Regions from separate parts of the Drosophila melanogaster genome. Here region 1 is linked to region 2. The links are chromatin contacts, called in public Hi-C maps. All regions are on one chromosome and are shown on one strand. Each heading gives the region's core, a stretch centred on a gene start, on an enhancer-like site or on the middle of the called end of the contact. The rest is flanking DNA. Distances are from core to core; before and after follow the strand shown.

Region 1 (2,700 bases), core at 81-2,580, 1.2 Mb after region 2:
AAGCTGCGGCAGATCACGGAGCGAGTTACATCAGACCTGGTGGAGATGTTCGGCCAAGCAGTGTCCCTTACTATATCTACAGTTTCCAAGGGCAAGAAGACCGCCGCTTGAGCACTTGTTGATTACTTGTACTTTATTTGTAACGTTGCATAAACCTAAGAGTTCACAAAAGCTTCAAATGCGCCACCAATTTGTCTAGATCTTCGGCAGGGGCTGGACCCAGTCCGAGGACCGTTGCTGTCCCAGATTCCAGCTGAGTGCGCCCGGCATCCCTCACCAAGGCGGCCACCACGTTCGACTCTTGGGCCTGTCGCTCCAGGGAGTTTAGCTGCTCGAAGTTGTCCACGCGCAGCACTATCTTCGGCTGTCCCAGGCGACACCAACGCTGCAGAATGGCGTTCTGCAGCTTGGTTCCCTGCACAGAGCTCTGGTAGCACATGACCGCCGCATGGGCGCACTGGGCCGCTGTCTTTCCCTTGGACATCTTTAGGTCGGTTCGGACCACCAGCGCCAGTTTGGTGGACTTGCCGAAGGCCAAACCGTTGCTGAGGAACTTCTGCAGGATGCTACTTGACGTGGGCATACTTCTGGCTCTGCTGCTCCACGTACTTCTGCATGCACGCCCGGAACTCTTTCACCTTCTCCTGGCAAGCCCTCCAGTCGCCCGTCTCGGCGATACACTCCTGCACCTTGTAGTGAAGCTCTATGCAGCCGGTCTTCTTCAGCATTAGTTCCACGGGATCCTGGTCCGTCGATGCGGACATTTTCTTCTCCACTTCGCCGGCTGAATTCGTTCGTTTCGAAATTACGAAATTCGGTCAGGGTTGTCAACACATCGAAGGGACACGGATATATTCTGTACGACATTTGGCCCACTATCGAATTGAAAGAATTTACTGTAAAATATATTTTCTTGCATTATAAATGTGTTTATTCCATAGACAGAATAGGAAATTTTTAGATCTTTGGGACCTTTTTCTGTATAAATACATGATGATTTGTTTTACCTACAATATATGTTGAAAAAAGTATATGAAACATACATTCCTATGGTTTTACAATTTTTGTATGGCTTAAAATGCTTTTTTAACATTTCCCAAATCAAATTTTTAAGAACGCATTAGTATAGTTTTCTAAGAATGGACCACACAGAAGTAAAGTAAAGCTCATATAAATAAAAGTTTGTGTTTGTTCTTTGGGATAGATGTAGAAAACTTTTCGGCCAAACAAGTGTGCACGGGGTATGACCATTTATTCGTGACTCTTGCGCGGCGTTGCGGTAATTTGAGCGAAGGCCGCCACGGGCACACCGATGCGAATGCAATCAACGAGAAACGAGCGAATTGCAACGAGCAGGCGAAAAATCACAAAAAGCGGAAAATCACAACAATCGTGGGTGCAAACGAAACGGAAACTGCGAGGCAACGGAAAGTCGGGTCCCGGAAAATCCAAACGGATGGCCCTGCAGTGAAACGCTGATGAAAGCAGAGGCGCACTTGGCGCGATTCGAGGGGCAAAGCGCGTTGCGTTGTGCTGCTCTGCGTTCTTTTCCAAAACCGATTTCGATTCCAAAAACCAAACCAATCCAATACCCACACTTATACACTTGCACACCGACACACCAGCGCACACACACAGACACGCGCGCGCATACAGTGAGCGAGTGAAAGTGCATCTACATCTGTGATTTCGTATATAATAATGCGTCGCGCATACGCGGATTTGGCCAGCAGAAGCACCAAAGACTAACAAGTGATCCGGAGCCGGGGACTGACTGAGTTGGCTGGGCTCATTGACCCATCCACCGCGTGAAAGCCCCGCCAGAAATGGCCGATCAGGTGGCGCACACCAAAGAAACGGATGCAGATGAGCCGCTGGTCAATGGCGAACTGCCAATGGAGGAGGCGCCGCCTTCCTGCTGCCATGTGATGTCTCTGTCCTCCATGGACGTAGATGTAGATGCGGATGCGGAGGGCGATGTGGATGCCACAGCGTCCTCCTCCTGCGTCGCCACCGCTTCCCAGCTGAATCCGTCGCCACCGCCTGCTGGTGTCCAACAGGCGAAGCCGGCGCGGAGCAGCTCACCGCCATGCCAGCTCCTGGAGCGGCTCAGCTTTCCCGACGGCAACATCATCAACACGCTGCACACGATCCTCGCCCTGCCTCCTTTTGATCCTTATGCCCCCGCCCCCAAAGCGGAGACGGTCTACAAGGAGGTCGTATCGCTGATGCAGTGGAGCCAGCGGGAAGACAACGCCATCGAACTGGAGCTCAGCGACAAGCTGCTGCACGAGTGCGAGCACAAGGGCGGCGATCCCAACGATGAGACGCGATCGTATTTGGTGGGTTCCCAGAAGCTGCCCGAAAGCTGTGGAGATCGATTTCATTTCATGTATTTTTTTTATTTAAATGTACTATTAAAGATGTGTGTGGGATTTTTTTATATTATACCTACATTTAGATTGGATTTAATGAGTTATCAAATCAAATGGGATAGAAATTATCTTATTAGATCGACTTTAGATGTTTCGAAATACTTAAACATGATTTTTTTTGGTTTAAAGAACACTTATTTGAAATTATGCTTTAGAATATTGATAGGTGCAATCATACCAAATACATTATATTTGAGAATATAAAGCTTTCTCAGTAAATACTCACTATCGTTCACCTTCTTTTCAGATGGCCATTGAGAACATG
Region 2 (2,700 bases), core at 162-2,661:
TGTACGTGGGCGGCGAACGGGTGTGGCTGTGGCTCTGCGAACTGGACAGGAAGGGCGTCATTAGCATGTAGCCCTCCGAATCCCTCTGCTGATTATAGTACATCGCATACTGGGAATCTGCAAAAGCACAAGAGGATTAGCACTATCTGGTTCCAGATGATGGCCAGCTTACGGTTTTCCTGTCCACCCGAACTGGTGGCCACACTGCCGTACGCCAAGGTGACCCTCGGCTGGTGGTGCAGCTCCTCCTGGTCGTTCTCCAAGCTATCCATTTCAGTCGTCTAGTGGGCAACGTTACCAGAACGGCAAAGGTGCGTTGCAGCGCATGCAGGCCAAAATGCGCTAAAATTGTGTATATGTACGAAAAAATGTTTAATTTACGGGTATGAGGAGGTACAACTGTCTAACAGAGACCAGTTTGCTTTTTTTGTCCGGAAACAGAAACAAAAACAAGCAGTGGGTTAAGTATTTGGGTTCCAAAGCTATTGCCAGCTATGTACTCTAGGTACTCCAAATGGAAATTCGGGGCTATTATTTGCACAGTTCTCGAGCGAGTAAAAACGATTTAAAGCTCAAAATAAAGTTTGAAGACGGAAATTTTTTCTTTGCTTGTCAAATACACACTCTTTTGTCAGCACCACTTTTCCGTCAAGTTTTTCATCGCCGTTAGCAGGAAATTCCAAAGCTACGTGGGGAAAACACAAGCGCCGCAGTGAAAAGTGAAAACTTTTTATCGGATTCCATGCACTGGGATGATGGGGGTTTCCACGGAAGCTCTAAATAACTTATGACAACTTATTACTAATTAAGTTCAGCAGTTCTTTATTTTAGCCAACGCAATAGGGATGAGCGTTGTATCGATATGTCAGCATATCGATATGTCTAAGCTGATATTAAGCTGATGCGTTTATTTTGTATTAACTTAAATTAAAATTTACGAATAACATTCAGCTTTAAGTATATTGAATGTTTCGATACTATTGACTTCAATTTGGGGAAAACGCCAAATCAGCTGTTCGGCTGTGGGCAAACTATGAACAGCTGTTCAATGATAACAAATGTCCCCAAAATAATTCTTACCTCTATTATATGTGTAACACAGAAATATTGCGATTTTGGTAATTTTCTTAATTCCTAAAGCCGGGATTACGCGAATAACCGGGTGGGGATTTCCGATTGGGCAAAACAAAGAGAGTGGGTGGTGGGGGTTGGCAGGCCAACAGCTGCTATTGGGGAACACAAGGGAGTTTAAATGCAATTCTTTTCGCGGGGGCGGGGGACTATTCTCATTCGCAGCTGCTGTCCGGAACAAATTTACATTATGCACATGCAAATTTGCGATATATATGTTCTCACGATTTAATCATTTTGTATGTGTTACTGGATTTTATAGCAGTAACAACACCGAACTGAAATATTTAGACAACTTTTTCTTCGACGGTGCAAAAACTTGCAGTTCGGCGATGATGGCGATACTATCGCATAGAAGCTAGCTAGCTCTTTCGTAGACTAAAGTTGCGCAGTATGGCCACACTGATAATTCAAATATTTTGGCACTAAATATACCGTTAGAAACTATACTACCACTACTTACCACTGTTTAGGGAAGCTTAATATATACATACAAAGAAACTCTTAGTTGGAAAGTTGCGAATCATAATTATCTGGTTTTTAATGTTAATCTTAATTAAACTGTATTACATTTTCTAGTTTTGCTATCACAAACATAGTTTCCTTCATTTTCTTTTCATGTAAACATGGGAATAAGCCCACAATGCTGGCCAATCAAGAATAAGACATTCGTGTTTTTGTGCCGGGGCATACACGAAAGAAGGTCAAAGAAAAAGACACTTTCAACGTATTATACTCTTCCCCATTACCACAATCAGGACGAAAACCACAAGTACGCCTTTTTCCATGTGGAAAACGATTCTCGAGTTTTCTTCATTACAATTGGGAGAAGCCGGCTAAACAATCTCGATTGGTTTCTAGTGGATAAATGGGGCAAATTCATTCGAAATGGGACATCAGTCTACGATTACCACACGGGCTTCGAGTGCGTGTACAAAAGGATCCATTTCTTGGAGAGACTGCTTAAAGAATGCTTGGCTAAGCAAAATTCCACGCAAAGGAACAGCACGAATCCCGAGTTGATGGTTCTACACTTCCCGGAAACGAAGGCACCAACCTACCACATGGTATCCATTGGAGACAATACGCGGTGCTTGAACTGGGTTATCTGCCTGCTGGGACTGGTTATACTTCTCTGCTGCCTGAAATAAATCCATATGCACAGCACAAGCCTTAACATATCATGTATTTAGTGTTTTTATTGAGTTTTTATATGTATAAAACAATATCTACTCTTTCTTTTATTGCTGGCTTCGTATTCTTTTCTCTTGGCTTTCGTTTCCAATTCTGTTTAGCCATAATTTTAAAACCAATTCGCTTCATACAAATATTCCTTGATTAAATCGGTCAGCTAATCAATTATCTGCAGGATTTCCCCATATTCTCGTTGGTGTTCATTTCTCGAAAGCTGCGCTGACCAGTGTAACGACTTAAGTTTAACCATTGGCTTAACGGACATTTTCTAAACCAAGGTGCTGTTTGTTTGAGTGTAGTTTTATCGGATTTTAAGCAGCGCTGCTTGTAAATTCAACTCATAGTTATTATTTGTTTTTTTTTTGTTTCGTTGCG

Evidence for each region. A called contact is a pair of places that touch in the nucleus more often than the background predicts.
Region 1: a contact with region 2 is called in a Hi-C map of the Kc167 cell line, with 2.3 times the contacts expected there. The contact joins the promoter of CG7518 here to the promoter of CG6923 in region 2. A contact is called at or near these places in 14 of 107 Hi-C or Micro-C datasets (the D17-c3 cell line, the Kc167 cell line, the S2 cell line and 5 more) and 1 of 6 datasets of contacts at active chromatin or transcription factors (the Kc167 cell line).

What each region holds. Positions count from the first base shown.
Region 1 is chr3R:12,996,759-12,999,458 of dm6, forward strand. It overlaps CG7518, which reads left to right and starts at 1,331. Exons shown (of 15, transcript NM_169489.4): 1 at 1,331-2,342; 2 at 2,683-2,700. The coding sequence starts at 1,827. It overlaps CG7488, which reads left to right. Exons shown (of 2, transcript NM_141991.3): 2 at 1-167. The coding sequence ends at 111. CG44194 reads right to left here and starts at 968. Exons shown (of 1, transcript NM_001300379.1): 1 at 118-968. The coding sequence starts at 764. The coding sequence ends at 567. It overlaps CG17327, which reads right to left and starts at 968. Exons shown (of 1, transcript NM_001275590.1): 1 at 118-968. The coding sequence starts at 583. The coding sequence ends at 164.
Region 2 is chr3R:11,748,618-11,751,317 of dm6, forward strand. CG6923 reads right to left here and starts at 1,412. Exons shown (of 5, transcript NM_001260127.1): 1 at 1,081-1,412; 2 at 173-342; 3 at 1-117. The coding sequence starts at 272. CG43062 reads left to right here and starts at 1,716. Exons shown (of 1, transcript NM_001260128.2): 1 at 1,716-2,299. The coding sequence starts at 1,758. The coding sequence ends at 2,282. It overlaps Lk6 (Lk6 kinase), which reads right to left. Exons shown (of 6, transcript NM_143729.3): 6 at 2,314-2,700.